Regions from separate parts of the Sus scrofa genome. Here region 1 is linked to region 2. Evidence: chromatin contacts called from public promoter capture Hi-C data. All regions are on one chromosome and are shown on one strand. The core of a region is the stretch at or near the end of the contact, and the rest is flanking DNA. Distances in the headings are between cores, read along the strand shown. Region 1 holds the start of PSMC6 (26S protease regulatory subunit 10B). Region 2 holds the start of RPS29 (40S ribosomal protein S29).

Region 1 (5,853 bases), core at 513-3,012, 2.9 Mb after region 2:
TTCATGGCTCTAATCTGGGTTCAATCCTTGGTATGGGAACTGAGATCCCTTGTCAAGTCAAAAAACACAGCAGCCAACTTCTCCCTCCCCACCCCCACCCAAAAAAGAAAGCACAGAAATCTTCTTTTTTTTTGGCTACCCCGTGGCATATGGAGTTCCTGGGCCCTGATCAGTTGGGACCTACGGAACAGCTGCAGCAATGCTGGATCTTTAACCCAACCTGGGGATCAAACATGCAACCTAGTGCTCCAGAGACATTGTCTATCTTGTGGCCATAGCGGGAACTCCAGCACAGGAATCTTAAAAACAGTTCTATCTAACTTCAAGTTTCTTAGCTTACTTCAGCCTCTTGAGCCCCTCATTTCTACGACCCGCCCCTTTCTGGTTTTGTTGGTCTCCTTCCTGTTCCAAGAAATGAGTAAATCTCTTTTTCACTTTAAGGTCTTTGTAGCTGCTGTTTCTTCTGTTTGAAAGGTTTTTTTCTACAGTTTGTTGCTTGGCTGGCCCCTTCTTGCAGATATCTGTCCTAAAGTAGTTCTATCTTTCTCTCATTTTCCTCCACCATGGTTTCTTTTCATTATAATACAGTATTTATTACACTTTGAAATTATTATTTTTTATCTCCTCACCAGATCAAACCCTTAGTAATGCCTCATTCACTGAGTAAATAAATGAATACCCTACTCCTTCTGTATCCTGAAATCCTGTGATTTTGGAGAGACAGCAATGAGTGTTGGCTTGGAGAGAGATCTTATTTTTCTGCTCAGGAATTGAACCTGGGCAGCCTGGATAAAAAACCAGGAATCCTAGCCACTAGACTAGCTAGAGGTGAAAAGTAGAATTGCCCTAACTTTTGCCCCTTGTTGAAAGCAAGAACATTTCAGGGAGGCAAAGACTGTGAAAATAGGTATAAAGTTTATTGTTAGAGTCACAGTACAACATATGGGAAAGCACACAAAGAAGCAGTTTAAGTCAGAAGCAGAGAAGTAATACACACCCCAAAGAGGAGTGCGGGTGCAGGCGTCCCCTGAGTGAGGGGCACACCAGAGAGGTGATTTAAATCACTTATATAGCACAATTCTTCTGGATCTTTCTTTACCTTTGGCTAATTATCTTATTTATTTCTCACACCTGACTGGACACAGGACCCTTCCCAGTATATGTGCGTACCTTTTGGTAAAGATGGATTCCAAAGCAAAGTGTGCTAAGCAGGTATCAGGACTTATTATGGCCTGGTGCCTCCTCCTTTTCTGACCCCCTAGGAATCTTACTGTGCATGTGTAATTGGGGAGGTCTTCTTTACCCCAGGAGTGATTAAAGTGGTCATCTTATCTTTCTACTCCAGTAGAGCTCTGCTCCTGCAATTAACTTTTTCCTTGAAGTGCCAAAAAGAAACAAGGCCCAATTTGCTTGACCTAAGAAGTCCCAGCTGTTCTCAGCCCAGGGGCCCATCTACCTCTTACTTCACCTGGATATTATTGTTCTTTACCAAGAAGCTATCCTTGTTTTACTGAGAAGCCAGTAGAGCTATATATATTAGAGAGATATGTATATTCTCTATTTCACTTCCATCTCAGTTTACTACAGCCTTTTGTGGTTCCAAGAGGGCAGTGACTCAAGCATATCAAGGCTTCTCAGATACACCAGATCAGGGCCTTGCTTTACCCAAGCGGACCAGCAGGGGACAGTGTGGCCGGAGGCCTCCTTTAACTCACTGCGGAGCCCTAGTGAAGGAGGCATAGAAGTTCCGGAAGAGGAGTGCAGAGGCGGGCCAACCGGAAGGGGCGGGGTCGCCCGCAAACCCGCCCTTCCAGGGAGGCTGTTCTCCCTCGCCCCGCCCCTTCCCCCGCCCAGGCGGCCATGGCCATTCCCGACATCCCCTATGAGCGACGGCTTCTCATCATGGCGGACCCTAGAGATAAGGCGCTTCAGGACTACCGCAAGAAGCTGCTGGAGCACAAGGAGATCGATGGCCGTCTCAAGGAGTGTGAGTGCACCTTTCTTTCCATATAATCTCGTGTCTGAACTCGCTTCTGTCTATGACAAAGCAGAGGCCTTTGGCCGAGCTCGGCAGCCGAGCACCGGGAATGAGAAGGCCTCGGTCTGGGGACAAGGCGCTTTGTCATCCCTCCCTGTGCTTGAAAAGCGGAGCCTCTTCGGGCGTAGAAATGGCCCAGACTGGTCCAGGTGACAGAGAGAACACCCCCAGTTCTGAGATGGAAGTGTAGATGACCAGAGGAGGAGTGGGGAAGAAGTGGGTCAGGGATGTTTCCCAGTTTGAGGTAAGGAGTGCAGTGTTGTTGGAGTCCTGGGACCCGGAGCGGGGAAAAGAGTTAAGCAAACCAAAGCAAGAGATGAAACTCGGGAAGTTGGCTCGTTAGCGGAGTGGAAAGCCCAACACAGAGCTTTAGAGAGAAGGGATCCATCGGTCAATAATAGCCCTCCTCTTCTTTCGTCGTGTTTTGAGTAGTACTCTACATGGTACACAAAGTTCCCTTTCTTCCTGAACTGAAAAGATTGTTAGGATTTTTTCTTAGTGTACCGTCAGTGAAAAGCCTGAGTGATTTAATTAAATGGGGGAAGACCATAACCATATAATTTTGTGGAGCGCCGCACCTGTGGACTTCATATGGGTTAGAAAACCAGAGAGTAACAATCCGTGTGGGTAAGTGGAGAAGTGAGGAAGGCTCTAACTCTTTTATCATTCGAATTTGTGATCTCAAATTGAAAGTGTCAGAATGTCAATATCTGTTAAAAGTGTAACCTAAAATGTGCTCAAAGTAAGTATTTACGACCAAGAAAAGAAAAATGTGGTAATTTCTCTGCAACATTTCGTTTTTAAACATGTCATCTGCAAACGGTATTGTGCGTGTGTGTGTGTGTGTGTGTGGTTCGATAGAGTGGATATGAAATATATGTAAAGTGAAATAGACTTGAATTTAAGTAAAGTGAGACCTAGTGACAAACACACTGGCTAGGATTATTTAATTTAAAATATTCAAATTATATTATTTCAGTAAGGGAACAATTAAAAGAACTTACCAAGCAGTATGAAAAGTCTGAAAATGATCTGAAGGCCCTACAAAGTGTCGGACAGGTAGGTAATGGAGCTTGGGATGAGAGGGTGATGGTAATTTGCTTTGCTTTTTTAGTTCTTGGCAAAAAGTAATGCTTTTTTTTTTTTCTTTTTAGATTGTGGGTGAAGTACTTAAGCAATTAACTGAAGAAAAATGTAAGTGTATTAGATTGTTAATTGGTAAAGAAAAAAAGAGTAGACTCTCCTCCCACCACCATCTTTTGAAATGCTTATTATTTTTATAACTGTAATGAGGTAGATAACATTCTTGCATAGACTAAATTTTCTTTCAATTATTGTCCTTTGGCGAACAGAGATAAAACTCAACCTTCCATCAGTGTAGGTATATTCATTTTTTTTACTTTGTAGTTTTCAATTTGTTTTTTAATTTTCTTTCTCTAGTCATTGTTAAAGCTACAAATGGACCAAGATATGTTGTGGGTTGTCGTCGACAGGTAACAATTTATTTGTATAGTGCTTTATAACTGACAAAGCACTTTCCTCTAAGTTATTTAATTCTTAAGGTAAGCAAGTCAGGCATTATGCTCATAACTCCCAAAGGTAACTTGTTTAGACATATGTAATTGTTAGCAAAGCCTGAACTATGGATTTGACTCCTGGTAGTTTCTACTTTCTACTGAATTGCATTGCCTCACTAAGTTCTACACACTAAGAAATCAAAGAATTTTAGAACTGAAAAAATACCTCAGATTGTTTCTCTCTTTCTTTTTTTTTTTTTTTGGTCTTTTTTTAGAGCCACACCCATGGCATATGGAGGTTCCCAGGTTAGGGGTCAAATCAGATCTGTAGCCACTGGCCTACACACAGCCACAGCAACGCCAGATCCCAGCTGTGTCTGCTACCTACACTACAGCTCATGGCAACGCTGGATCCTTAACCCACTGAGCAAGGCCAGGGATCAAACCTGCGTCCTTATGGATACTAGTTGGGTTCGTTACCACTGAGCCACAATGGGAACTCCTCAGATTGTTTTAATGTTGACATGAAAGTATTAGACCTTATAAGTAATATTTTATATTTAAATATAAAAAATGTTACTTATATGGTACATATGTACAATGGAATATTACTCAGCTATGAAAAGAATGAAATAATGCATCTTGCAGCAATATGGATGGACTTAGAGATTATCATACTAAGTAAGTCACACAAAGACAAATATCATATCACTTATATGGGTATCTAATGAAAAACAATACAAAATAATTTATTTACAAAACAGAAACAGTCACAGACTTCAAAATTAAACTTTATAGTTACCATAGGGGAAATTGTAGGGAGCGGAGGGATGAATTGGGAGGAAGGGAAATACACACTACTGTATAAAATAGGAATTAACAAGAACATCCTATATAGCACAGGGAAATTTACTCAATAATTTGTAGTAACCTATATGGGAAAAAAGAATGGCTATATGTATAACTGATTCATCTTATTATATACCAGAAACCAATATAATATTATAAGTCAAATATACTCCAATAGAAGGGTTTTTTTTTTTTTTTGCTTTTTAGGGCCATACCCGCAGTATATAGAAGTTCCCAGGATAGAGGTCAGATCCGAGCTACAACTGCTGGCCTACACCACAGTGGCAGCAACACCAGATCCGAGCCTACACCACAGGTCACAGCAACTCCAAATCCTTAACCCACTGAGCAGGGCCAGGGTTCAAACCTATATCCTCATGGATGCTCATTGGATTTGTTACCACTGAGCCACCACAGGAACTCTGAATAAAAAATGGAATTTAACTGAGGGACTAGATTCAGTCTTCAGATTTTACCTACTGTATAAGTGGGATGACATTTTCTAAACCAAAATTTTATTTTTTTATTTTCATTTAGTTTTTTGCTTTTTAGGGCCACATCCAAGGCATATGGAAGTTCCCAGGCTAGGGGTCAAATCGGAGCTACTGCTGCTGGCCTGCACCACAGCCACAGCAGCACCAGATCCAATAGCTGCATTTGTGATCTATACCACAGCTCATGGCAATGCTAGATCCTTAACCCACTGATTCTTAACTCACTTAACCCAGGGACTGCACCTGTATCCTCACGGATACTAGTTGTATTGTTTCCATTGTGTCACCATAGTGATTCCCCAAAATTTTAGATTCCTAATCTGACACAGGATTTTTATGTCCCTTTCAGGGGCCTCTGAATGCCAAAAGTTGGTGTTTCTAAGATTCGGAGATAGTTGTGTGAGGGCAAGAGAGTACATGAAAACTGGAAAATATTAGAAAAGCCAGACTATGTAATTCCTGTAGATGTAAATGTTGAAATAGCTTCATATTGATCACTTTAGCTTTTTTTCAAGTACAGTAATCCCTCCTTATCCTTATCCTTTGGGAAATGTTCAAAGACCCCCAGTGGATACCTGAAACCTGGTCATATACTGAACCCTATATATGCTGTTTTTTACATACATACCTATGATAGAGTTTAATTTAAAAATTATGGGAGTTCCTATTGTGGCTGAGCAGGTTGAGAACCTGACATAATGTCTGTGAGGATGTAGGGTCTATTCCTGGCCTTGCCAGGATCTGGTGTTGCCACATGCTGCGGCATGGGTTGCAGATGTGGCTCAAATTTGGTGTTGTCAGGGCAGTGGCTTAGACCTGCAGCTGCAGCTGCAGCTCCAGTCCGACCCCTAGCTGGTGATCTTCCGTATGCTGTAGGTGTGGTCATAAAAATAAAAAGTTAACCACAGAAAGAAAGAAAAAAAGAAAGAGATGAAAACTTAATAATAAGATATAA
Region 2 (5,304 bases), core at 1,077-3,576:
TGCAACATCACAGAAATTTTTTCCTACCTCAACCTTTTTTCCCAATATTCTATCCACCTCATTCTGTTCACCCTAAATACACTTCCCCAGCAACACTATTATTTTATTAAAAAAAATTTCATGGTCATACTACTGAGACTCAGAGTTAGTAGAGGTGGATTTACCATGATGTTCTTAAAAACCTAAACTTCAGTGTCCCTAACCTCCATGAGCTCCTTTTAAGGCTTTAAGAGGTACACTAGCAATGTGTTTAACTGTTTAAAATTTCACAGCTAATTTAACCACCATCAGTTAAGACGCTTTTTTCCACTTCAGCTTCCATTGGCACTTTCCCTCCTGTTGGATGACACTGTAGCAATCGATCTTGATACTGATATTCCATTCACACTAAAACACTCATAATTAGTATTTTTAAATGTTTATTTTATATACAAAGCACTAACATTGTTTCTGCATAAGGTGGATGTCCTGGATGACCCATTCAAGGAAGCTTAGTCCAACTGGAAAAAAAAAAAAAAAAGGCAGACAGAAAAATGAATTAATTCAAAATGCTTTTAAACGTTTTATTCTCAGAAAAATGGCTCACTATAGAATGAGTTTAACCTGAAAATCTGACCCACCCAAAATATCAACATCTAAAGATTTACTAAACACCTACTTCAAGTTGCTCCACACATCTGTTATATTTTAGTCAGTGAATTTCATTATTGATATTCCCCCTTCTATGCTCAAAGAAATTACCCACTAGAAAAACACTGCTACATAAGATGGTCATTAAGTAACTAATCACATGGGTAATATCTTGGTACTCAATGTGTGCCAGACACTATTCTAGGAGCCATTCATAACTCATTTAATCCTAACATCTGAGAAATGGGTCACAAACTTAGTGGACTTGAAGCCACTCTCTCATCTGTGTTATGCTACTGACAAGTTATTTAAACTTCCACACTGTAACACAAAACATGTACTTGTTAAGCATTTCGTCCAAGCCAAAAGTTTAAGCTCAAGATATTTTGCCTCTGTCACATAAGTGTCACATGAACAATTATTACCCACAGTAATTCACCAAAATAAGAACACTTTTTTGGCTGCACTCTCGGCATGTGAAGTTTCTAACCAGGGATCAAACTTATGTCACAGCAGTGACACCACCAGATATCTTTAAGCAACTGAGCCACCAGGCAACTCCCAAGCACATATAGAGAAGCAGGTTCTACTTAATTACTGAGGCCTAACTATGAATCAAAAGGCCAGAGATGCAGCTCAAAGACCCAATAAGAAATGTTTTCACCTCTGAGCTTCATATATACATTAATTTTTGCAACAATACTGCCATTTAGCTTCCACAGGTAAAACCTTTGCTTCAAGACACGTGACCCAAGTCATTATGACTACCTGCCTGAATCCTCAAAAAACATACATGGCCCCAAACCTCAAGCTCATTCCCCTACATGACGCTAACTCGTAACTCAACATTTCAAGACAGTGGTCAACTCATGTACTTTGCTTAAAAATAGCTAGATAGGATTAGAGATCTAATGTTGAATTTTAGCATGGTTTCATAAAAGTAAATAGTTTTATACACACTTTACACGGCACCTCGAACTGGCGAAAATGGTAAAATGGGATTACAAAGACTTCTTTTAAGGCCTTCACTGCATCCCCGCCATTCTATTCACATGGCTGCCACAAACCCTGAACAGTGTCATCCTCTACCAAGAACAGCGCTGCTAACTAAACGCAGAAAACGTCATTGGCCGAAAGCCCACACCAAGGAACTACCCCTTGTTGGCCTCTCCCAGAAATAGGAGCATGCGGCCCGCGGACGCATACCTTGATGAAGCCAATATCCTTCGCGTACTGGCGGAAGCACTGGCGGCACATATTGAGGCCGTATTTCCGGATCAGACCGTGCCGGTTTGAGCAGACTCGGCTGCAAATAGAAAAAATTAACGCAAGTCGCAGAAAGTAAACAATTCGGCACTCAGAGAGCCACCACCCACACTGCTGGTCACCAAAGACCCATGAGAGGCCTGTAATGGCGGCAATCAAGCTCCGATTCCGTCTCCCCCCACGCGCAAACCTGCGGGGCTCCGCCATTCTATTTCAAGCAGCGTCGCGCCCCAGAGGAACCCTTCCCTGAAGCGACATTCTGTTTCTCACCAAGAGCGAGAACCCTGACCGAATTTTCTTGGATGGCTCCAGTAGAGCTGCTGGTGACCCATCTTGCTCTCTCGGCTGCAACGAGGCAAAAGGACAGACTTAGCGCACGCATGCGCTCTTCAAAATTTTGGACACAGTTTACCCAGAAGGCAGTGCGGACCAGTGACGCGTGCGCAGTGTGGCCACGCTGTTCCTCGGGGGTGGGAGTGAAGAGGAAGCATGGAAATAGTCTGGGCGGGCCCTGCTGATGACGTCACCACACCGCAGCCTCTAGTTTTGTCTTGCGCCTTCTGCCACCGCCGGGCGCGGTGGCGCGCGCCTGTAGTCCCAGCTACTCGGGAGGCTGAGGCTGGAGGATCGCTTGAGCCCAGGAGTTCTGGGCTGCAGTGCGCTATGCCGATCGGGTGTCCGCACTAAGTTCGGCATCAATATGGTGACCCTCCGGGAGCGGGGGACCACCAGGTTGCCTAAGGAGGGGTGAACCGGCCCAGGTCGGAAACGGAGCAGGTCAAAACTCCCGTGCTGATCAGTAGTGGGATCGCGCCTGTGAATAGCCACTGTACTCCAGCCTGGGCAACATAGCGAGACCCCGTCTCTTTTGGAATAAATTTTTCTTTTGAACCCTCAAATAATTGATCTCAGTATTCTGCTATTTTCCTCTTCAGAATCCTTCACATTTTTTTAAATTAAAGTCTTAAACTCGTAAAGGAAAAAGGACGTTTGCCTCAACTCTACACTGACCCCTACTGGGATAAAATAGCAAAAAAACTTAAAATCAACTGTAATAACTAGGAGTCAACGGTAGGAGTTCCTGTTTTTAAACAGAATACGTTTTCAAACTTATTTTTAATTGACACACACCATTCCAGAAAAATGACATGAGACTTAGGATGTTTAATATTTCAGTGTAGTTAGTTAAGTTTAAAGTTAAGAAACAAGTAAATATCCAATGTATGTTGCTTTGACCAAATGATCTGGTAACAAAATAACTAGCAAGAATCACACGCCTTCTAATAATCTGCCGAAAAAGTCTCTAAAATCCACGTGGTCATTTATAATGTCTGTAAATAAACGAAAAATTAAGTATGAATCTAAAATAAGAGCTTTAACTAGAAATATAAAATGTACCACAGGGTGCAAAATATAGGAAACTTTTATGCATGAATTCTTACATTAGAACTGAAACACTACACCTCTTAAAGGTACGTTATTTCAGGATTATGAAATTCCCCATCCAAATTGGGAACTTTTTTACATAATGAAGGAATCAAGTCAGAGACTGAAAAACCAGATATGGCTTGATCCTGCTCTCAAAACAAATGTAGTGAGGAAAATAGTATTATTACCTGAACCCTTCCTTTCATTTTGTCTCTCTCTCTCTCTCTCTTTTTTTTTAAGAGCCCTTTCTTCCAGATTCAACTTCTGCCACTCAGTGACACGTATACAACTAAATAAGCAATTCGTTCTGGATTTTTCGTTTTGTTTTTTTGTTTCTTAGGACATTTTATATTAAATGACAGATGTACTAATAGACTACAAGAGGAGAAAGAAAGAGATTAATTCCAGCACGAGCTTCACTTGAGGGGTCTTTGAAATACACTATATGTGAAGAGTGGGGTTTACACATGATGGAGGGAAGAAATAGTGAGAGGAAGAATTTGAGGTCAAGAATGGAGTTGGAAAAAGCTTGGGGAGGGTGAACAACTTTGAGTTAACTAGAGAGGAGTCCAAAAGGCTTAGTGATAAGATTGAAAGGGGATTTTAACTTAAAGCCCAGCTGTAGAGGGTCTAATTGTCAAGCTTCTACAGTTTACCTGGAATCTTTCATTGATGGGTAGTTTCCAAAACCCATGTGTCTTTCAAAAGCTAATCTCACATTTGCCTTCTCGGATCTTTCCTGCTTGGTGGTCTCTGTAATTTTTAAAATATTACAATGATTCTGAGATCAATCTCATAAATATTTTCAATACTCTTTAATATATAATCCTTTGAGCCTAAAGAAGTGAACTCATTCAAAAGTGGGGGAAAAAACACCCACAAACAAAAATCAATTAGTTACACTTGAATAATAACAATCTCTTAAACTATCTTGATATTCAAGTTGCTCATAATTTTTATTCCAGTCACAGTTAAAATAACATAGCACCATCCCTCTCCACTGATGGAATTATCGATTTCTTTTTCAATAAGAAAGCTGAAAATATAGCTTTAAAAGTCCATTTTAACCCAGTGTTTACAAAGAGCTTTCAGCTTAATCCTATACTCTTCTTACAGGTTCTTATTACTCTTTTGTATTTGGCTTTTAAATACTTATTTTAGAACATTTTCCCCAATTATAATACATACTGAGTCTTTCCTTCTTTCCTTCCTTCCTTTTTCTTTAATACAATGAAGTACAAAGAAGAAAAAATGTACCATGATATTCTAGTCCACATAAGCCCTATTAATATTTCCTTTTGGAAAAAAATACTTACAAGATTGAAACAGTCTAACAGCACAGAGTATATACATTATTTTTTAAATTTAAGCACATCTGAATGATCTGCATGTTAAGACACCATTATTCAAGATATCACCTATTTTGTTCCTTAAATTAGTCTCAAAATCATTGTGATTCTACATCCGGAATTTTTCCATTTAAAGATCTACATCTCTCTTGAGCTAGCTTCAATGTTAGAACCTTTATATATGTATAAATAAATATATATATATATCCATTTCAACATATTTATATTTTAGGATTCTGTGGTGAAGAGACATCTTTGGAAATTTAATTTGGCAGCAGGGTGGATAGTGGATTGTTGTACTAGCCTCATAACTGATAGTGCTACCTATAGGCTTGTTCTGCCTCCAAATTAATCTCTTCACTGACCACAGTAGCCTTTCTTAAACTGACCTAAATTTTATCTCCTGCTTGAAAATTTTCAATGGTATTCCAGAACTTTAATATTAAAAGGATCTGATTTAGAAAAAAAAAATGCTTTCATCATCTGGCTGCTTTATACTCTTCTAATGTTCGAATTTAACATTTATTCCATTTTGAATAATTATTTGTTTACTCACCTCTCCTAAACAAAGTAAACTCTTTTTTTTTTTTTTTTTTTTTTTTTTTTTGCCACACCACGGCATGCAGAAGTT

Evidence for each region. Promoter capture Hi-C pulls out the DNA fragments that hold promoters and counts their contacts.
Region 1: a contact with region 2 is called in a promoter capture Hi-C map of liver, with 3 times the contacts expected there. The contact joins the promoter of PSMC6 here to the promoter of RPS29 in region 2. A contact is called at or near these places in 1 of 5 promoter capture datasets (liver) and 1 of 47 Hi-C or Micro-C datasets (heart right ventricle).

What each region holds. Positions count from the first base shown.
Region 1 is chr1:182,327,308-182,333,160 of Sscrofa11.1, forward strand. It overlaps PSMC6 (26S protease regulatory subunit 10B), which reads left to right and starts at 1,763. Exons shown (of 14, transcript XM_001928747.5): 1 at 1,763-1,987; 2 at 3,018-3,097; 3 at 3,193-3,232; 4 at 3,479-3,531. The coding sequence starts at 1,861.
Region 2 is chr1:179,454,521-179,459,824 of Sscrofa11.1, forward strand. It overlaps RPS29 (40S ribosomal protein S29), which reads right to left and starts at 2,327. Exons shown (of 3, transcript XM_021101317.1): 1 at 2,167-2,327; 2 at 1,837-1,936; 3 at 403-500. The coding sequence starts at 2,228. The coding sequence ends at 492. It also overlaps LOC102723301.